Linked DNA regions of Mus musculus: regions 1, 2, 3, 4, 5 and 7 are each linked to region 6. The links are chromatin contacts, called in public HiChIP or PLAC-seq and promoter capture Hi-C maps. All regions are on one chromosome and are shown on one strand. The core of a region is the stretch at or near the end of the contact, and the rest is flanking DNA. Distances in the headings are between cores, read along the strand shown. Region 1 holds the start of Tmem222 (transmembrane protein 222). Region 2 holds the start of Map3k6 (mitogen-activated protein kinase kinase kinase 6). Region 3 holds the start of Wasf2 (WAS protein family, member 2). Region 4 holds the start of Tent5b (terminal nucleotidyltransferase 5B). Region 5 holds the start of Gpatch3 (G patch domain containing 3). Region 6 holds the start of Sh3bgrl3 (SH3 domain binding glutamic acid-rich protein-like 3). Region 7 holds the start of Ldlrap1 (low density lipoprotein receptor adaptor protein 1).

Region 1 (2,700 bases), core at 108-2,607, 850 kb before region 6:
CAGGGCTACATATCAAGCTCATGTCTCAGTCAAAACCAATAAAATAAATAAATACAAAATCGAAAGATTAAAATGATTTGAAGATCAGAAACATTTGAGACTAAAAATATTCCTTCTCCACACAACTTGGCTCTGTTTGTTTGTTTGTTTGAGATTGGGGCTCACTATACATGCCTGGCTGGCCTGGAACTCCTACCATATAATTCAGGCTGCCCTCCAACTCACAGACATCTGCTTGCCTCTGCCTCCAAGTGCTATGGTTAAAAGTATGGATCCCCGTGCCTGGTAGCTGATTTTGATAGAAGGAAAGAAAAGAGTACCTCCTCAGGTGAGAGGTAGGATGCCACAGCTGAAAGATGAGTTATATATAGTCAGTGAACTAACTGGCTTCTGAATATCTTCTTGCTGGGATAGTCAACGGACCAAGACGATGTTACAAAGGAACTCAGCTTCCCCATGGGGGAAGGGGATTTCTACTACAGAAAATAAAGCTTGTAAACTGTCCAGACTGTTAGGATTAAGGTAGGAGGGTTGTAAGCTGCATTCTTCCACTGGGAGGCAGATACCTAGGTCGCTGAGACTGCTTTGTAACTCAAATGATGTAGGGGGAAAAACGCCAGCACGGACCTCCCAATGCTGACATTCCACGAACCAGTGTGGCTTCGATCAAACACTCAGTTCTGTTTCTAAAGGCGAAACGTCTTGTGCATAACAGACGACAAGTACGCGCTCGTTTGCTCAATGAGTGAAAAAACAAAAACAAAAACCAACGGGGAATGAATGACGATGCCTCTTCAGACAATGATTAAGGGTCTTTTCTGTACGCCTGCAGCTTAAGGGCGTGCTAATGACCAGATCTTTGCTGCTGATCTACACTTCTCCTCCTCTCCAGTTAGACCTGGGGGAACCAGGGCCGGAACTATGCCCCACATCCAAGGGGACCGCGCACCTCATAGGTGACGAGAGCTCTAGGGGACTGGGGGCTAGCCTGGCCCGGAGTACGGGTTGCTGCAAGTCTGGGGAAAAAAAAGCTAGCATGGCACCCCGGAGGATGCTCGGGCCCTCGGCGACTTCGCGCTGACATCGGAAGACACTCACGTGAGCACCGGGATGGGTGTCCACACCACGCAGTAGGGGAAGCGGCTCCGCTCCACGTCCATGACAACGCCACCGGACCCGTGGTACTGCTTCATGTCCGTCTCGGCCCCCGTCGGCGTTTCTACTTCCGCCATCCGAGGAGGGGGCGGCGGCGGCTGTAACAGAAGCGGAGAACTCCCTTCCGCTTCCGCCATCCCGCGCGCGTCCCGCTCGGGAAGGCCGACCGCGCCGCCGCTCGCCCCTGTGTCATCACTTCCGGGAGGCGGAGTGTCCTCTCGGTCGATCTTCCCCCGGGGAATTGGAGCCTTGTCCTTCTGGGCCCGGCTAGTTTAGCCTCTTTCCCGTGTTTGTAGCGGAGCATTTCCGTGGACCTCAGGAAGCTCTCAGTCGAGCCCCGGGAACCCACAACCAACCGCGGTTCCGCATGCCGGCACGTGGTGCAGGCACTCTTTATTGATCACTTCTTAGGTGCCAAGCATGTGATATTCATTGGTACTACTGTCTATAAACTGATTAGACGTGCAAATTTAGTTGTTTCCCCCAGAAAACAAATCAGAGACAAAGGCTCTTAGAAATGAAGTGAGCAACGATTCAAACGCAAGTCTTTGTAGATTTCCTTTGTCCTTTTTAGTCTGTGGCATGAGTTACATAATAGTCTGTTACGTGATGGTGTAAAAAGGGAGGTCAAACTAAAATCTTGGTGTGTATGGGAGACACGTACACTTGGTGTGTATGGGAGGGAGCAGCCTTGGGCCTGGGGAGAGCACGGATGCAGAAGTGCCAAGACAGGAAACTTGAGGTCACTATGTGCAGTAGAGAATATCATCCAAGACTTATCTAAATCTCTTTATTGTTCGTGTTTTGGGGCACATGTTTGTTTTTGTTTTGAAACAGGGTCTCACTATGTAGCCCTGTCTGTCACTATGTAGACCAGGCTGACATTGAACTCTTAACTCTGCCTCCCAAGTGCTGGGATTTAAAAGGGTACATCACTAAGCCAGGTCCTTTTTTGCTTTATAGAAAACTCGGCAGTTAGCACTTGTCTAAGATCACACTCAAGAACACAAAGTGGCCAGGCTCCAGTCTTGGAATCTTTTGATTTTTCAGAGGGATAATCAGAGAGACATGGAAGTGGAATGTTATGCGGTGAGGAGTGGGTGGGATGGGTTTGGAAGACAAGAAGGGAACCAGGCTATAGGAAGGTGTAAGAAAAATGAGGCAGAAAGGCAAACAGATTGTTTCAACAGGCTGAGACTGAGACTGTTTTATTGGAACAGCGGGCTGGAGGAGATATATATATGTTACAGCTCCTCTTTGTGTGTGTGTGTGTGTGTGTGTATGGTTTGACTGGGACCAGAGTGGGGGTTGTTTTCCATACTCAGGCATATTGTTTCTGCAGGTGAAGCAGACCTGTCAGATAGGGGCTAAGCACTTCATTCTGGCTAGAAGCTATGGCTTAGTACAGCTAGATTCAATTCCTCATCACCTAAGACTATTAGCCAACAGAAGGTGTGGACAAATGTTTAGGGAAGGCAAAAGCTATGCTTTTGAGAAGGTTTGCTTCCATGAAATGAGTCTCCTTTAATAGTAACTTGCCAAAAG
Region 2 (2,789 bases), core at 190-2,689, 890 kb before region 6:
TAATCAGGAAGACGAATGGGTAGGACTTCTCCGGGCTTCAGATCCTAGAAGGATGCAAGAAATGCTAGGGGGCAGTGAGGTGAGAGATTCAACCACCCACTCGCAATCCTCCTGGGCCCCCAAGCCCAAAGTGGATGCATCTGAGGACAGCTTTCTCTCACTCTTTGTTTGCTGTTTGGTTGGTTGGTTGATTTTATGAGACAGGGTTTCACTCAGCAGCCCTGGCTGTCCTGGAAACTCTGTAGACCAGGTTGGCCTTGAACTCAGAGATTCACCTGCCTCTGCCTCCTGAGTGCTGGGCTTAAAGACATGTGCCACCACCACTTGGTTCCCATTTGTTTCTTGTAAGTGTGTTTTCTACCCAAACCTCTGTAATGGGCCACATTCTCCCTTTCTATTGCTCGTCTATCCCATTGGTTCAAACCTAGGAAGATATATTTTTTTCCTTCCATGAGACAAGAAGGCTGTGAAACAGAGGCTTCCTACCGTTTGTTGAAAGGTCCATTTGTCCAAAGCCCCAACATATTATTTTTATAAAGTTTTAGTTTTATTTCATGTGCATCTTTTGCCTGTAATTATATATGTGCACCATGTATGTGCTGGGCGCCTATGCAGGTCAGGAGAGTGCCAGGACTCCCCTGGGCCTACAGTTACAGATGATGGTGAGCCACCATGTGGGTGCTGGGAACCAAACCAGGGCCCTCTGAAAGAGCAGCAAGTGGTCTTTACAGCTGTGCTGTCTCTCATGCCCAAGCCCTACCATAATAAACGATTATGAAACATGGCCCTAACCTCAGAGTCTCAAAGTCTCATTTCTAAGTTCAGGGCCCTCTAAGGTTTATAGCAACTTAGATTCATACTATGATGTTAAAGCTTCTTGGTGAATTTGAAGCCGGGATAACCTTGTAACCCAAAAAGCGGAGACTTCTGGAGTTCCTTCAAAGGGTAGATAGGAAGTTTACCGTAGAAGTGCTTTTCAGCTCCATGGTCAAGTTTCGGGTGGACCAATAAGGTCCACAAGGTTTCACTGCAAGAGAGGCTCTGAGGAAAGCGCTTGTCAACATTCTGACCCCTACCAGCAGGAACATTACATGTGCCGCCTACACAATGTTTTGCTCCCCCGTCCTTCCCCCGCCCAGTGTCCATTCATTTACCAGGTCCCTGCAGGGCGGGGCTGTCCTGTTTCCTATCCCTGGGCTGGGCACACGTCTTACGAGCGCTTGCAGTAAGCAGTCAACAGTGTTTGGCCCGAATAGGGGCACAGGCTGTTCCGGAAGTGGACAGTGTCAGAGGTTCTAGCCGGAGAGGAGGGAGGGAGAGCCGCTGGGGAGCCTCATTGCCCCAGGGCCGAGGGTGGAGCCTTTCCCAGTCGGGAAAGGGCTGGGCCCAGCCTACATGTGAGGGCAGGACAGAGTGACTGCCAGCGCTCCCTTGAGAAGTCTGGGTGTAGCACGCTGCCGGTTGACTTCCCAGGACTCTTCTGTGACCTGTGAGCCGAGGATTACTGGGTACCCCAGATTCCCAGAACCCAGTCCTGGATTGCAGATCTGTAAGGACCGTGAAAGATTGAGCAAAGAAGTCTTTCTGGACTTAAGAGTTCCGGAACAGGACGTCCAGCCCATCTCCGGATCCCGACTGGATCCACACCTTCAGCCTCGTGCCCTGTCCCGGGTTCCCCGCGCCCGGGGCCCCGCGCTTGAGCGCCCCCGCATGGCGGGGCCATGTCCTGGGGCCGGGGTTCTAGAACGGGCGGGCAGCTGCTGGCAGGACCCGCTGGCGGAGGCGCTGAGCCGGGGCCGCTCGTCTCCTGCGGTCACGGGTCGGGGCTGCGCGCGGAGCCGGCCTCTCAGTGTGGTCTACGTGCTGACCCGGGAGCCGGGGCTCGGGGTGGAGCCCGGGTCGGGAACCGAGGCAGAGCCGCTGCCGTTGCGATGCCTGCGCGAGGCCTGCGCTCAGCTCCAGGGCACACGGCCACCCCCGCAGCTACGCAGCCTACCCTTTGCGACGCTGGCGCTAGGCGACACCGCTGCGCTGGACTCCTTCTACAACGCGGGTGAGCGTCTCGGGGCGGGGCTTGAGTCTGGGCGGGGCAAGGGGCGGAGCTTTAGAACCCTGACGGGGCGGGTGTGGGTACCAGGTCTAGGGAATTTACGGTAAACTAAAGCCGAACTTGAGACAAGGCAGTAACGACAGGGCATTTAGTGGATTATGGATGTGATGGGCTTGAGGCTGGATCTGGGGATTCAGGCCTGGCTCCGGAGTTTAAGTATCTTTCGGTGAGCGTGGTGCCAAGCAGGTGGGGCGGAGCAGGCGAACTCTAAGGGCGGGGCTGGGGAGGGGCGGGGCTGAGGGAGGGGCAGAGCTGCGCTTCCCTGCGTAAGCGGGAGAACTCTTTTTCAGGATGATCTCACGTTGGACTTTTGAGGGTGAATCAGGCCTGAGACGGAAGTTCGGTCTATGGCAAGGGGCCATCTCTGCAGGATTGGGGTTGATAAGTCCTAGCATACTACATCCCACATGGGACTAAAGGGGCGGGAAAGGAAGTACTGAGGCAACTCTTCGGGACTGGATTATAGGAGAAAGGGATTGTATTTGGAGACTAGGAGTCGAAAGAAAATGGGTGGGGCAGGGGTGGGTCTAGAGGAGATACAGGGAGTCCAAGGGTGAGGTCGGAAGATAGCTATTCCTCTCTTTCCCACCTACCGGATGCTCCACCTCATCCCTATTTGTTTATCTCCGAGTCAGAGAGCCTTGTATCCTGGACATCTGCTAAATTGTAGCTTAAAAAT
Region 3 (2,799 bases), core at 284-2,783, 1.0 Mb before region 6:
ACTTTTCCACAAGAATATTGGTCTAGCTGGTTTTACAGTGACCAGAGTGAAAGAAACAGTCACCCAGCACCCTTAGGACCATCCTGGCCTGTTAAGGGGATGAGAAAAAAAAAAGCCATTTTCAGGTGACAAGATGTCACAGAGTAAGAAATACAGGAATAGATGCTAAGTGGTGTAGGTCTGAGTTCTGTGGTCATTTCCAACTAGCTGGGTGGCTGCGGGAAAACTGTATCAAGTATTCAGGGTGTTGTATGTGTGCGTGTATGTTGTATGTGAGGATGGACCAGTGCAGGCCAGAGAATCACCTCAGGTGCTGTTCTTCAGGCAACTTTTACCTTGGTTTTAGTAACTGGCTCTCTCATTGGCCCAGTCTGGAGGAGCAGGCTAGGCTAGGCTGGGCCTGTGAGCTAGAGCTCTGCCTGTCTCTGCCTCCCCAGCGCTGCGAAGTCAGTATCATCGGGCCTGTTAGGCTTTGTTTGGAATCTGAGTTCTCAAACGCAGGTCCTCATTCTTTCAAAGCAGCACTTTACTGACTGAGCCGTGTCGTGTCGTGACCTCCACCCCACCGCCCTCACACCGTGCACCCTTTTTGAAAGGAAGCAAAGAGGGAGGCAGACGTGGCGGTAACAAAGCCTGCCTAAGATCCATTCTTCCACAAGAGGCCAATACCTGCTCTACAGAGATGCTCTAGTATACTAAATGTGCTAAGCCGGACTCGTCACGTTGTCACCCAGCCGCAGCATTTTGTATTCTATAAGTCACTTGGGAGTGTATTCTCAAACTGCCCACCTTCATGGACTGGGACGTGCCAGGGCCTACTGCATCTATTTTGTAGAACAAAGTGAGAACTAGGTAGGCAGCAGTTGTCCGAAGTTGCAGAGTGAAGTGACAGGTGTTTGGCTCACCTGACAGTGGCCTCTCAGAACTAGCTCCCAATCTCAGGATGCCAGCTTCACCCGAATACCTATCCTTTGGGGTGAGCTGAAGCCTATGACTCACTCGCCCCCACCCGACTTTCGGTCCCGCTTGGGACAAGGCGTGAAGGGACAGAACGATCTGCCACTTGAGGGGTGTCTACAGAAAGTTCATAGGCTCGGCCTGTTCTTTACACAAAAAACAGGCTGGCTCTCTGGACTCTAATAAAAATAAATCGTGTTTCAATACATGTTAGCCGAGGTCTTTCCCTGTCTTAGCAGATATTTTTGTACTTAAACTTGGGCGTCGATGTACCTTTAGTCCCATCTCCACTTCACTTGGTTTGTCCTCGCCTCTGTTTACTCCGATTGCGGAAGTCGCTCGGGTGGAGTTCCCGGGACACTACCTTTGAATACGTCTTTTGCGTACTTATTTAATTGGCATTGGATTCAGACCAATGGGATAGCTGGGGGCTCCGGGCGGGTGGGGCAGGGAGCCAATCAGAACGGTTGGCGGGGTGTGGCTGCGTCCCGGGGCGGGGAAATCGCGTAATGGCGGACTCAGGCCGGTGGAGTGCGGCTGGGGGCGTAGCGCGCTGAGGGGGGCGTCCGGCTGAGTAGCAGCCCGCGAAGCAGTAGGCTGGAGCGTTCTCCGTGGGGACGCGGACCGGCTGCCCAGCCCTTCATGTCGCTGAGGGCGACTGCGCGAGGTCAGGTGAGCAACAAGTCCCCCTGGGCGCGCCCGGCTGTGAGAGGCGAGCGCCGGCCCGGCCACCCCTGCAAGGGTCCGGTGGCACCGGGTGTCTGCTCTGACGGTCGCTGGTGCGGCTCGTGTGTTGTCAGCGCCGTGGCGACACCTCAGGGGTGGTGGTGACCCAGAGTGCCCTTCGGAGACTAGGGAGGGTCGGCGAAAGTGGCCCTACCACCAACCCACTGTGTGTTCTTGAGCAAGTCACTTCCGTCTTCGGGCCTCAGTTTACCATTTGTAAATAGACTTCACCGAAGCCTGTGAATTGGGTCTCAGCAACTCCCCGAGCTCCTGGACAAGTTCATCTCCAGGCTGAGCCTCAGTTTCCATATTTGGACCATAAAGTAATTGAGGTGCTCTTTGGGGACCCTGGCTGCTAGGCTGGGGGTAGGGACATTGTGGAGGAGTGTGTGAGCACGCGCACATGTGCACAGAATGAGCCCTACAGAAAGGAGCCTTGGCTTACGGGCCACTGGTACCAATGCATGGGTGCTACCCAGATCGTGACAGGGAAGGGCTAAGTCCTGTGGTCCTTTGAGATGAGGAAATGTTCATAGATTCAGAGATCAGGGGTTACCCTTGGCGTTTAAGCCCAGCACTGAAGAGGAAGAAAGCCAAGGAAAATGTTAATGGTTGTCCTACTATGTGCCAAACCTTAGGTATAAGTGCTTGTTTAGTTTTTCCAGCTGTCCTTGTAAGTTTACTGGTGAGGAAGTCAAGTAGGTTTCAGAGAAGTAACTTGCTCAGGGTGACACCGGAACGTGTGGCACTTACCAAAGTGAGGGTGTTTCCTCTGGGAAGCACCGGGCGCGCAGGGATAAGTTAGTGTTCTCTTACAAAGTTTGCTTTGTCATAAATGGAGGGAGGGGTCTAGCCTGGAGAGTTGATTTCACTTTTGGTGTGGAGACAGGCTAGGTCTTAAGCTCAGGATTATTAATTATAAGCCCATCTCCTTTTCTTGCTTTGTGACTAAGGAAGGGCCATTTCTGAGTGTTAAAAATCACTTCGAAGTGTGTCAGGACAGCAGAGGATTCCGTTTGAGTCCCAGGCAGGTGTCACCAATATTTGTTGTATAGAGACATGAGTTTTGACTCCAGGTGGTGTCATCAGAGTGTCTTTCTCTCCTCTGTACAAAGG
Region 4 (2,988 bases), core at 480-2,979, 650 kb before region 6:
ACAAATGGATGGGTGTTGTGGGTAGTGCCAGGGCTGTGCCAAATGTGACCCTGTGACCTGTGCCAACTTCTAAGAGGAGGGGTTGACAACAGAGTCAGGAGACATGAATTCAAGCCCTATACTGCCAATTAGTGGTTGTATGATTTTGGGCACTCACGACCTCTGGAGCCTTGGTTTCTTAATCTGCATATCTAGAAAAATGATCTCACCTGCTGAGGCATATTCTCAGGAATGAGTAGTTACATATGTAACATGACTTAGTGCATAGTAGAGGTTTAAGAGAAGGTAAGTTTCCTTCTCCCCTCCCCCACGTCTCCTGGAGGCTCAGAGGGAGAATGTGTCAGGGGCTATGCTGTGGCTTTGTGGTGGCTTGTGTTGGTTTGGGGGCTTGGGGATTAGACCCAGGATCTTGCACTAGGCAAGCATTCCGAGCCACTGAGCCAAATCCATGTGCAGGAGAGTATTATGCCTGGACCTCAAACGCTTTCATCAGTAGCCTCGGGGATCTAGAGTTCAGAGACAACTCAGTCAAAGATCTCATTTTTATTTCCCTCGTTTTGTGGCACCAGAGGTTGAAGCCTGGGTCTCCGGCACACTAGGCGAGCAATTGGTCAGCGCTTTATATCTCCAGCCTGTTGATGTTGTTGTTGACAGGGTCTCACTGTATATCCCCGGCTGACCCAGAACTCAACAGGCAGACAAGGATAACTGAACGTCTTATCCTCCTGCCCACACCACTGGAATGCTGGGGTTACACATCTGGTGGAACACACGGGGCCTCCTCCAGGGGTTTTTAGAGTGGCCTGAGGCTGGGGCCGGCTTTCAGAAAGAAGAAATGTGTGTTCTGGTTTGAGGCAGGTCAAGCTGTGCCCTGACAGAAACTGGGGTATAGTAGCTGTTTCTAAGTCCTGGATTCTTCTTCCCTGTCTTTTAATCCTTAGTCTGCCTTTTAGGAAAATGGAAGGCTACAGAATTTGCTATATTATTATTACGAGAATGACAAGAAAAAAATACTGCGGCGATGAACAGGGCGATTCGATTTCGATTCTCCCTCCTGCCCATGACACATATATTTAAAATCTGAAAAGGAGGAGGGGATAAGATTCAAAAGTAGCAATAAGCCTCGGCCTCTATGATCTGTAGAGAGAAAGAGAAAAAAAATAGTAATATCCATCCCAGAAAAACCCTGGGTGGGCCCAGATGGAGCAAAGAGCTACATAGATCTTTAAACCTCCATCAGGACCATAACTGACACTCACATGCTACATGATGATGGGTAATAACGCCCTCTCTCTAAGCAGATTTCACCTCACCTAAGATGGAACAGGTACGCCAGGCATGCGGTAATTCGAAGGGCCAATCAAAGGAATAAATTAGAAAGCGGCCGGGCCGCCTTGTCAACACGGCAACATTACTCTACACAGACCTCCCTCGACTTCTGCCGCTGGAGGGCGCTGTCCCTCTAAGTCCCGGCAGGCTCGGGCCAATCGCAAGCAGCAGCTTCTTTAAAGACCAAAGGAGGGAATTCGGTCCGAGAGAGGGGGCGGGGAAGGGGCGTGCCTTTCAGCCAATCAGAAACTCCTGAGAGCCAGCGATTCCCTTGCAAAACTGTGTTGGCCCGTGATAGGGGGAGGGACAAGAGGAGGGCATCTCCTGCTGTGTGACAGCTGTGCTGACCAATGGGCGTGCGGCCCGCGGCCTATAAGTGTCAGCTGGGCCCGAGCCGCCTGGCTCTAAGATCTGTTAGTCCTCCCTGCCGTCGGGGGTGTTCCCTGGGTTTGCCTCGCCGCCGCCGGGTCCCCGCACCCCGCCTTGGCCCGTGCACAGCCACTCTCCCTGCCCTCCTCGCCTTCACCATTCCCGGGTTTCTGCCGTCCAGGCACCGGGGCCGGGTGAATGATGCCGTCGGAGAGTGGAGCTGAGAGCCTGGAGCAGCCAGCTGCGCAGGTGGGGACCGGTGCAGCCTCGGCAGTGGCCACGGCTGGGGCGGCCGGCGGCGGCCCGGACCCGGAGGCCTCCTCGGCCTCCCTGGGACGGCACCAGAGTCGGCTGAGCTGGCCACAGGTGAAGCGGCTGGACGCGCTGCTGAAAGAGCCGATCCCCATTCACGGACGAGGCAACTTCCCCACGCTGAGCGTGCAGCCCCAGCAGATCGTGCAGGTGAGGGGGACCCTGGCAGGGTCGGGGGTGGGGTGGTGCTCTGCTGCAAGGTACCTGGAGTCTATGACTGGCCGGGAAGCTAGGGAAACTAAGAAACAGGAACCCGACTACTAGTTCAGCTCTTCCTGCACCCTGCTGAGCTTGCCTGCTTGCCGTTCTGGGGACCTCTTATTCCCTTGGGAACCACTCACCAAGACCCTGGCTGGGAAATGGGGTGGAGATGGAGGAGGCACTAGATGGGACATCGCCCTGGCAGTCGCCAGTGAGGAGGGTGTGTACCTGGTTCCAGAATAGCTTTTCTTCTTCTACCTCACATCCTTGGACCTCCTGCACCCTCAGGGTTCTAGGGCACTCTGCCCTTGTGTTCCCACAACCCTTAGCTCAAGAAGCCTTGGCTAGGTGAAACAGCCCAGAAATTCCTGGGAAAGCTCCCAACCTCCCACGTGTTGCGGCCAGACCGGAGACCTCACCCCTTTGAAGATAGCATCAAATTTCCATTTTAGGGGTTCCTTCTCCCTTAAGGCTAGAATGAAGGCCGGCCCAAGGTTCAGACCCCAAAACACTATCTCCCTCCTGAGGATCAGATTCTGGCAGCTGCCCCCCTCCCCCATCAAACTACAGCTCTTTTAACCTAACCCTGCAAGACCCCAAACTTGCTCTTTCTGCATACAGCCCGAGCACTGTGGAATTCTGAAATACCAGAGGATGCCCGTTCTTATACCCCATTCTAACTGAGGCCTCGGGTGGGAGGGTGAGCTACCTACCAAAGGCTATCCAGTGAGGTGGAGGTCAGGTTCAGGGAGGGAGTCCTGGAGCTCCCCAGGAACA
Region 5 (3,103 bases), core at 548-3,047, 550 kb before region 6:
GATTTGGTGCCTGGTGTGACTCTCTCGTCGCAAGAAGCCATGAAGACAAAAAGTAAAGATGTGGACTGGGGCTGAGGCTCCTGAGCGCCTGAGTTCAGTTGGGGATCCCCTTCCCTCGGAGCTGCAATGCTTCTGCTGAGGAAGAGACTTCCTCTCAGAGCCGTAAGGTCCCTGGGCTCCCATGCCCCAGGATGCCCTTCCACTGGGTACCATTCCCCTTGAGTTCTAGGATTACCCTTTCATCTGAGCAGAAACACCTACACCCACCATCAACCATCAACTGTATAAAAATTCTTAGAGAGGGGTGCGATCTCATGAGCCTTCCCCCTCCTCCATGACAGGAAATTGAAGGGCCTACTTTTGGGCAGAGTTGCACTCGCTATGAATTTAAAAATGGATCCAGGGCTGGTGAGATGGCTCAGTGGGTAAGAGCACCCGACTGCTCTTCCGAAGGTCCAAAGTTCAAATCCCAGCAACCACATGGTGGCTCACAACCACCCGTAATGAGATCTGATGCCCTCTTCTGGAGTGTCTGAAGACAGCTACAGTGTACTTACATATAGTAAATAAATAAATCTTTATAAAAAAAAAATGGATCCAGAGGCTCCAACGCCCTCCTCTGGCCTTCCTGAACACTGCACACAATCACAAGAGCTATACTGTTTGTTTGTGAGGGACTCAACGCCTTGTACGGAGGTCGTCCGAAGCTGGCAATATGGTTTTCGCCTATGATCTCTGGGAATAGTTTTCGATGTCTATGCATGTATTTGTACATTTAAAAAAAAATCTTTTTGAGGGCTGGAGAGATGGCTCAGCGGTTAAGAGTACCAACTGCTCTTCTGAAGGTCGGGAGTTCAAATCCCAACAACTGCTTTGCAACCATCCGTAATGAGATCTGATGCCCTCTTCTGGTGTGTCTGAAGACAGCTACAGTGTACTTACATATAATAAATAAATAAATCTAAAACAAACAAACAAAAAAACCAAACCAAACCAAAAAAAATTTTTTTTTCCCTCGAGACTTCTCTGTGTAGCCCTGGCTGTCCTGGAACTCACTCTGTAGACCAGGCTGGCCTCGAACTCAGAAATCCGCCTGCCTCTGTCTCCTGAGTGCTGGGATTAAAGGCGTGAGCCACCACCGCCCGGTTTGTTACAGATAATTTTATGTGCATGAGAATTTTGCCTGCATGTATGTATGTGCAACACGTATGTGCCTCTAGAGGTCAGAAGAGGGTGTCCAATCTCATGAAACGAGTTACGTATGGGAGAGTTCCCTCGTACGTGGGTGCTGGGAATCCAATCCAAGTATTCTGTAAGAGCAGCGAAAGCTCTTAATTGCCGGGGCATCTCTTCATCTCCCCCGTCCCGCGCCCTGAGAAAGGCTCTCTCGACATAGCCCCGTCTCAGTCACTATGTTGACCAGGCTGGTCTTGAACTCACGCACACCTGCTTGCCTCTAACTCTCAAGTGCCGGGTTTAAAGGCGTGAGGCACCACGCCCGGCTGGGTTGGTACTGTAGAGTCCAGTTTTGCATCAGACCTCCGCCACCTCCCGCTCAGCATCCCGGTGCTCTACACTGGTTCCTCCTTAGAGCCTCTCACACGCTGGACCAGCTATCACTGAGCTACAGCCCAGCCCATCGCACGAGTTTTCCATCTTCTGTGGAGCTGGAAACACAGATTCGGCCCAAGAGCAATTAAAACGAAACTTCAAGTACCAAACGGTCACCGATGCCACATTGACCAAACTCCAGCATCCGAGACGTGGTGCTCTCGCGAGAGTGGACGCCAAGCAATCATGTGACAGGCCAAGATGGCGTCGCCCAGGGAGCTGGACGAAGAGTCGCCGGTTTACCTGGTGGTGAGCGGGATCCCTGCCGTGTTACGCTCGGCTCAGTTACGGAGCTACTTTAGCCAGTTCCGGGAACAGCGCGGCGGAGGCTTCCTGTGCTTCCACTACCGGCACCGGCCCGAGAGGGGCCCTCCGCAGGCGAGTCCCGAGGCGGCCCGGGCTGGCCCGGACCCCGCCGCTGAGGATCCGGTTCTCGCCCAGGCTCCGGCCTCCGATGCCCGCGCTGTCCGCGCCCGGGGCTCTGCGGCAGCCCAGACCCGCACCTGCTGCTGCGTCGTCTCGGTGAGGGGAGCGGCGCAAGCCCAGCGGCTGCTTCGCATGTACTCCGGTCGCCGGTGGCTGGACTCTCAGGGGACCTGGCTTCCCGGTCGCTGTCTCATCCGCAGGCTTAGGCTTCCCACCGAGGTTTCAGGTAAGGGGGAGAGAATGGACCGGACGCACGGCCCTTGGAAAAGAGGCGCATTGCCTGGGTGGTTAAGATAGGTTATCACTGTTTAGAGCTTAAGTTAGTTCTGGACAAAGCTACAAGTTTTCAGCCCAATCTGCATGTTTTTACTCAAGGACTTACAAGGCAAAACAGACAAAACAACTGAGATCTGTATAGATAAGTTTCAAATGTATCCCCTCTTAAGGACCATTTCCCTAAGGGTGGTGATTTTTGTACTGACATGATTTCTTAAAAAGGATATTTGGAGCCCGGTGCGCTAAGGCACGCCTTTGATCCCAGCTCTCAGGCGGCAGAGGCAGGAGGATCTCTGAGCGAGCGAATTCCAGGACAGCCAGTGCTACACAGAGGAACCATATCTTGAAATGCACAAAGGAAACTTGGTTTCTTCTAATCTAACCTAGCGACTGGAAGACAGGCTCTGCAGAGGAAAGAGCTGGGGGCAGCAGAGAGGGGCTGGGCACAAGTGTGTCCATTGGGGAAAAGGAAGCCAGGTGTTTTAAAATGCCAGATGGAGAGGTTTAAATAAATTATTTTGAAACAGTTCATCCTAAAGAGTCATTAGCAATAGTGGTGGTATATATGCCTTTAGTTCTAGTGCCTGGGAAGTAGAGGCAGATGGATCTCTGTAGTTCTAGCCTGGCTTGGTCTACAAAGTGAGTTCCAGGACAGCCAAGACTATCTAGCTCTGACCCTGTCTCAAAAGTTAAAAAAATAACATACAAAACAAAAATGAAAAACTGGTATCAGCTCAAAGTTAAACAGTTTCATAGAAAGAGGTGTGTGTGTGTGCGTGTGTGCGTGTGC
Region 6 (3,093 bases), core at 341-2,840:
ATCACCCCCCTACACTGAATCAGTCAGCTCCAACACGGGAGGCAGCCCGGGGGCAGCCACCCTCAGGCAGGCAGGCAGGCAGACAGCAGAACCTACATGGGAAACAGGGTGACTCAGCCATCATGGTCATGTGCTGCCAGCCAGCCATGTGTTCCACACACATACACACATGCACACGCACACGCAGCGGCAGCCCTGGGACAGTCCAAACACCACCAGAACTATCTGCCTCTGCCAGGCAGGGACCCGGACACCACAAGCAGTCAGCACCAGAGGAATGGACATTTAATTGTCTCTAGGGCACTCCTAGGATGGGGATGCGGGGCCTTTGGCAGAGCTCTGGCTGATGGAAGCAACAGAAATGCTCATCAGACAGGGCCAGGCAGAGAGGATGCCCCAAGGTGTGGCTGGGGACAGCCATCGTCAGGGCTTAAGACAATCTTTTGAGACTAGTTGGTGAATAAGGAATGTTGCCTCTGGAGGAAGAGGAGGCGGCTGCGGAAAGGGTCTGGGTCTGGGTTTGCAGATTAGGACGACAAGGAGTTGGTTACAAGGCCTGGTGAAGAGCTAGCTGGATAGGATCGGTGGCCATCCTGACTCAGGCCAGCTTCAGGAACTCCTGCAGTGTGTCCTGCTCCACGGCCTCCACGAAGAGTTCATAGTCCTGAGGAAGGGAGGCAGTCACCTGAGTCGAGGTGCAGGGCACCCCAGTTGTTTGCCCAGGTCTGACCCTGGCTGCAGTCCTCCAACACCTCCCAGAACCCAAACCCCATACCCCACAGTAGTGGTTCCCGTTGACAATCTGAGGTGGGGTAGCTTTGGGGTTGCCAGCCAAGGTTCGCATCTCATCTCGAAGGGCGTTGTCCTGGGAGATGTCCACTAGCTGGTATTGGATCCTCTTCCCATCTAGGATGCGGGTCACCTCACTCTGCTGGGACTTGATCTAGGGGCGGAGGATTGACAGGGTTGGCAGGCAAGCTGAAGGATTTGTGGGAGGAATTCCTTCGGGTGTGAGCAACAGCTTCTATCCTGCCCACTCTGAGGGGAGGTTCTGGCCACTAAGGGATGGGAAGGGTCCAAGGATAGACAGGTAAACTACTAGAGTTTCAGAAAGAAGACGGGCAAGTTCTGTGCATGACAGGGAAGCTAGACTCGGCGAGGGGCAGGCCCTCTCTACAAGACACATCTCCTCCTCCACAGCCGCACAGTGGAGAGGAAGCGGGATTAAAGCGGTCGGGGGTTGGTGCAAGAGAATGGATGGCCCTATACTGGGGGAATGAGCGTGGGCAGCTCACGCTGGGGATGCCGAGGGGCCCTTGGTGCGGGGGTTCAGGCTGGGCCCAGCCCTTGGACCAGACCTGGGAGGCCATACCCCGCACCTCACTGCTTCCATCGTGGGGGCGGCTCCCGGGCGCTGGTCGGAGCACAGAGACGGCCCACCCTCTCCGGGCGCCGGCCCAGGCACACACTTACTTCTCGGGAGCCGGTGACCGACGTGCTGTAGACGCGCAGGCCACTCATGCTGCAGGCGGGGGACACAGACCAACTGAGGGACGGTGGGAGCGGCAGCTGCACGGCTAGGAACTACGCTGCCGCCGCCGCGCTTGGGAGCGGTTTCCTTCCTGCTCCGCCCGCGAGTCACTGCTCTCGGGACCAATGAGCTGCGCAGGCGGGTAAGGCGGGGCCTGCATGACCCCGCCCTGCTCCGTGGCCTGGAGCCGGGAGGACCCCTGTCCTCTGCAGCTACTTGGCTCCCCCACTTCCCCCTCAGCCCCATGCTGGGGACCGGCTAAAAGGCAGAAAAAGCTGGGAAGGCAGGCGGACCGGTTCAGTTAAAAGCTTTCCCCAGTCTACCCGGGTTGTGTACATTCAGTGGCCAAAGCAGTGCCACCCAGGTCTCCCGGTCTCTTAATAGCACAGCTCAGTATGGAACTTTGGAAGGCGGGTCAGTTCGCAAGCTTAGACAGCAAGGGCCGGGGGGAAAGCTGTGGTGGGGCGCTGGAGGGCGGGGAGGGCCAGTGCAGCCAGGACATTTTCTCTAAAGCACCTCTCCACTCAAACAGGCTCAGACAAGAAAGGGGTGGTGGCTGTAAGCGAGGGGGTGGGGGAGCGGCTCACACCCTTCAGGAGCCAGGGGGAGGAAGTAGGCTGCGGGACAGCGAGCGTGCTAGTGTGCGGAGTCAAAGGCTGGTGCCCCGACTTAACCTGGCTTGCACTGGCCCTTGGCACAGCTATTTTTGGGGTGATCCCAACTTAACTCTACCTTTACATTGCAAATGACACCCCACATCTTTGAACTTTAAGAATTCAGCTAATGAGATGGAAGAGAGTCCAGCACCCATTCCAACTGTGGATCAAGCTCTGTCAGGTTCACTATAGGCCCCAAGAGTAGACCTGGGGCTACATAAATAATGGCGCAGGAACAACACAATTCTGCTGCCTGCTGAGGCAAACTGCCTGTCTGCTTCTGGGGAAGTCATTTCCTCAAAGCCACAGAAACCCAGAAGCTGCTGACCTCTGAGAGGTGTGCAACTTTGTAGTGACAACTGGCGGCGGTTGCTCTCTGCAACACAGGAGTGTGGGCAGAGACTAATCTGTCGCCACCCAGAGCAGAAGTGGGAAGACTGAGCCTCCACACTGGATCTGCCTAAACTCACTTCAAAAGAGTCACAGGCAGGCTGGCAGGGGACGCTGGGAGGCACTAGGAAACCGGAGTGTTTGTTAAATGTTTTATTCTGTAATCAAAATAGGCAATACAAACCAGTCGACTTAACAAAGAGTCATATAAATAACTTTATAAACTTTACGAAGAAAAATACCCGTGAGCATGGAGGCTGGGCTCCCGATAACAGGGTGGAAACCAACCAGGAAGCTCTGTTTTAAGGAGGCAGCAGCCCGGAGGCTGAGGGGATGGTCAGCTGGGTGTGATTACTCTGAAAGGTAAGCCACTCCATAAGAAAACATAAACTTGTTAAAACACTGGCAAAGCGGCCCCTCAGGCCCTGGAGGTCCATGGTGCTGTTAACAGCCCCAAGGCTTAGCAGAAGTCCTGTCTGCACCCCCACAACTACTTTACTCCTCATACATACAGGG
Region 7 (3,089 bases), core at 140-2,639, 640 kb after region 6:
AGGATAGGAAACAGAATCACTAAGAACAAGTGATCGGCCTTAAGGCTGGAGCTGGAAGGGAAACTTCTCACCATCCAAAATGTACCCTGATGCCCTAGATTCATCCCCTGCTTCCTGGCTCCCTCCCCTTCAGACCTCTTCCCCACCCACCCTTCTCTCTCTTGTCCCAGTAGAAAAACCACAGGGTTCGTCCACTGGAAGAGAAGGTCACACTCAGAAGCCCTGGTCACATCCCACGAATTTTTGAAGGGCTATTTTGGTAGTTAAGTGTGGAAGTCAGTACATGCCCTGCCCAAGGGGCCTCTGACCCCACCCCCGCCAGTAGGCACCAGCACGCGTTCCCGATGCCAGTCAGGGCTAGGAGGAGCCCACAACTGGAACACCACAGTGGGAATGAGGAGGGGCAGGGCGGGCTCCCGAGGCCCAGACACGCTGGCGCTCCAGGGACTAGGAAACTCGGGCTCCCCTGGTGGAGCCCGGCAAGGGAAGGTGCTGACGAGAAGCTGGGGGCGGGGAGGGGGTACTGTTAGTGGGAGAGGTGGGGGGCCCCAGGTAGGTGGCAGGTGAGGGTGTGCCGCGAGCCCGGGTACTTTGGCTTCACATCAGAAAGGGAAGGCCTGGGTGATCATCCCACGCGAATGAAAAGGGAGGAGGGACCTAAGCTAGGTTTCTCAGGCCTCGGGGGAGGGTGCCAGGTGACGGCTCTCCGAAAGTAACCCGAGAGGTGGCTGGGGGAGGCTCCTCTCCACCCTTCCAGACTCCCGGGAGAAATGGCAGCGAGTCTGAGTCTGCCTTTTGCCTAGGTGCCCAGGGACTCGGACCAGCCCCCAAGGAAAAGTACGGAGGAAAACAGGGTTTGTAAATAGCCTGGGCTCCAGCCTCGCCACCTGGACGCGTCCAGAGGGGAGGAAGCGGGACCCTGAATGGCACCCGGGCTGGGATCGCCCCTCGAGGCAGGGACCTGCGAAACTCCAGCGTCCAGAGGGGACCCTGTAGGTTGTGCTGGAGTGGGTAGAGAGGCTCTAGACGTCCCCTTCGCGCCACACCTGGGGACCCCGAGTTAAGCCTGATCCCTGTCGACCTGCCCCAGACGTGCAGCCGGACATGACCCCCGGCCCCGCCGCGCGGGGCGGGACGAAGCCACCCAGTCCACCTTGGCCCGGAGCTCGGCGGAGGCCCGACCCGGGGCGCATACACTCACTGCGGTGCCGGCCGCCCGCCCAGCTCTGCTTGGCCAGACTGGGGCTCCGGATTAGCGCGCGCCCCGCCGACTTGAGCGCGTCCATGGCCCGCTCCGGTTGTCGCCGCCGCCACTGACGCCGCTACCGCCGCCAAAACTCCTCCAGGAAAACTTTCCGCCGGGCCAGGCGGCGCGCGCCCGCTGCGCTCCTCCCCCGCCCTCCCCGCGACGTCTAGGGGCGGGGCCGGAGGGGCTACGCCCACCGCCACGCCCCTAGAGCGCAACCCCGCCCTTCCCGGACCTGGACCGGCTCCGAGGCTGCACGCGCGGTGTTCCTAAACTCAGAACCCACCAAGGCTCCCAGCCCAGCGCCTTTCCCCGTTCTCTAGCTACGGGATCCCATGGCCTTCTAGATAGCTCAGCTAAAAGGCACCTGGATACCGTTTCACCGATGGGAAGAGTGAAAGGTAGAACGATAAGGGTCTTGTTCAAAAATAAGAGAAAGAAAAAAACGATAGATGGGAAGGAGAGGGTCGAGTGGATAAAGGCACTTGCCGCCAAGCTTGACAATGATCCCGGAGACAACACGGTAGAAGAAGAGAATCAACTCCTGCAAATTGTCCTCTGACCTCCTGGCGCTAACAGTGGCACCTCCCCCATTGCTTACATACACAAAATAAATGTAAATAATTAAATAAATATGAGTGAGGGGCGCACCAAAGCAATGGGAGTCTTTGAACGAGGGAATGAAGGCCGCGAATTTTGCTGGGAAGGATCGGGAGTGTATTGGTAGATGCCCTTAGCAGCTTTCTTAGCTGTCCTCTGCCCCCACAGTCTCAGGGACATTGCAACCTTAGACGCAGACTCAGGCATGCTGTGTGACCCAGGCTGTCCTTCCCTGCTCTGAGTCATGATATCTGTCAAATGAAGCGTGATCCTATCTGTAGTGCACCCACCGGCCTGTCTGGGCAGGCCCTCGGTGTGTAGCCTTGCTCTAGCCTGTTTCCAAGGCAGCACCTGCTCCAGCCCCAGGAAGCTGGTAATTTAACTCTAGAGCCAGGAGCGATGGCTCAGACCGGTAATCATAGCGCTCATGGAGCTGAAGCAGGAGGATTCCTGCAAGTTCCAAGGCATCCTGGGGTATAGAGTGAAACTTTGTCTCAGAAAACCCAAATAACAAAGAATTCTAACTATTAAAAAAAAACCAAGAAAACAAAACAAAAAACCAAAAAACCCGCTAACCCTTGGTTCAGACTGTGCCCAAAGGAGTCTGGCGTTCACTACCTGGCTTCCAGAAGCTGGGCTTCAGCAGCGCAGCTGTGACCTCTGGCTAGTTTCAGAAGCCAGCAGATCTCTTCTGGCTGGGAGACACACATGCTGTGTGCTCTAGCTGCCCAAGGAGGCCTGGCTCACATTCCACTCTTTCTAAACCTCCTGTCTGTTCCAAGTGCTCCGCCTGAGTGGACAGTACAGCCAGCCATAGCCTCCTTTACAGCAGGAGACACGACATACCTGTGGTTCCCCAAGAGTCAGAGAGTGATGCCTCAGTGGGAATCCTAGTGGGGGGCATGGTCTGGCCATTATAAGTTTCAGCTGTAAAGGAGGCAAGAAGACCTTTCCCATGGAGCTGTCCTGTGTGACTGGAGTTAGAGGCGATAACTCCTGCCCCTGCCCTCAAAAATCCACCCACCTTCTCCAGGAAGCTCTCCTGGACCACTGTCTCTGGGTTAGATTTCTCCCCATGGGCTCCCATTGCTTTAAACTTGGAACATTATAATGCTGTCCCCCGTGATTCCCCCATGCATCAGAGACCATGACCTCAAGGACACAACGGTATGAGGGGAGTTGGAGGGCTGTCAGCAGGCAGGGAGGGCTGCTCTTTCCTTCTCCTGACCTCTCCAGGTTTCTA

Evidence for each region. Promoter capture Hi-C pulls out the DNA fragments that hold promoters and counts their contacts. HiChIP or PLAC-seq counts read pairs in DNA pulled down with a chosen protein or histone mark.
Region 1: a promoter capture Hi-C map of pre-B cells shows a contact between it and region 6, with 2.0 times the contacts expected there. The contact joins the promoter of Tmem222 here to the promoter of Sh3bgrl3 in region 6.
Region 2: a promoter capture Hi-C map of liver shows a contact between it and region 6, with 3 times the contacts expected there. The contact joins the promoter of Map3k6 here to the promoter of Sh3bgrl3 in region 6. A contact is called at or near these places in 4 of 39 promoter capture datasets (hematopoietic stem and progenitor cells, liver and neutrophils) and 1 of 9 other capture datasets (pancreatic islet).
Region 3: a promoter capture Hi-C map of liver shows a contact between it and region 6, with 2.1 times the contacts expected there. The contact joins the promoter of Wasf2 here to the promoter of Sh3bgrl3 in region 6.
Region 4: a promoter capture Hi-C map of second pharyngeal arch cranial neural crest shows a contact between it and region 6. The contact joins the promoter of Tent5b here to the promoter of Sh3bgrl3 in region 6. A contact is called at or near these places in 7 of 39 promoter capture datasets (cranial neural crest, hippocampal neurons, liver and 3 more) and 1 of 115 datasets of contacts at active chromatin or transcription factors (pancreatic cancer cells).
Region 5: a contact with region 6 is called in a promoter capture Hi-C map of second pharyngeal arch cranial neural crest. The contact joins the promoter of Gpatch3 here to the promoter of Sh3bgrl3 in region 6. A contact is called at or near these places in 12 of 39 promoter capture datasets (3T3-L1-derived adipocytes, cranial neural crest, embryonic stem cells and 8 more) and 3 of 115 datasets of contacts at active chromatin or transcription factors (double positive thymocytes, embryonic stem cells and large pre-B cells).
Region 7: a contact with region 6 is called in an H3K27ac HiChIP or PLAC-seq map of microglia, with 6 times the contacts expected there. The contact joins the promoter of Ldlrap1 here to the promoter of Sh3bgrl3 in region 6. A contact is called at or near these places in 4 of 39 promoter capture datasets (the 3T3-L1 cell line, liver and pre-B cells) and 1 of 115 datasets of contacts at active chromatin or transcription factors (microglia).

The regions. Positions count from the first base shown.
Region 1 is chr4:133,276,433-133,279,132 of GRCm38.p6, forward strand. Tmem222 (transmembrane protein 222) reads right to left here and starts at 1,358. Exons shown (of 6, transcript NM_025667.3): 1 at 1,099-1,358. The coding sequence starts at 1,292.
Region 2 is chr4:133,239,379-133,242,167 of GRCm38.p6, forward strand. Map3k6 (mitogen-activated protein kinase kinase kinase 6) reads left to right here and starts at 1,440. Exons shown (of 29, transcript NM_016693.5): 1 at 1,440-2,053. The coding sequence starts at 1,711.
Region 3 is chr4:133,129,100-133,131,898 of GRCm38.p6, forward strand. It overlaps Wasf2 (WAS protein family, member 2), which reads left to right and starts at 1,534. Exons shown (of 9, transcript NM_153423.6): 1 at 1,534-1,629.
Region 4 is chr4:133,478,404-133,481,391 of GRCm38.p6, forward strand. Tent5b (terminal nucleotidyltransferase 5B) reads left to right here and starts at 1,730. Exons shown (of 2, transcript NM_175307.6): 1 at 1,730-2,160. The coding sequence starts at 1,897.
Region 5 is chr4:133,572,948-133,576,050 of GRCm38.p6, forward strand. Gpatch3 (G patch domain containing 3) reads left to right here and starts at 1,798. Exons shown (of 7, transcript NM_172876.2): 1 at 1,798-2,263. The coding sequence starts at 1,813.
Region 6 is chr4:134,127,143-134,130,235 of GRCm38.p6, forward strand. It overlaps Sh3bgrl3 (SH3 domain binding glutamic acid-rich protein-like 3), which reads right to left and starts at 1,591. Exons shown (of 3, transcript NM_080559.2): 1 at 1,474-1,591; 2 at 776-943; 3 at 264-664. The coding sequence starts at 1,521. The coding sequence ends at 599. Cep85 (centrosomal protein 85) reads right to left here. Exons shown (of 14, transcript NM_144527.3): 14 at 2,716-3,093.
Region 7 is chr4:134,766,615-134,769,703 of GRCm38.p6, forward strand. It overlaps Ldlrap1 (low density lipoprotein receptor adaptor protein 1), which reads right to left and starts at 1,390. Exons shown (of 9, transcript NM_145554.2): 1 at 1,202-1,390. The coding sequence starts at 1,286.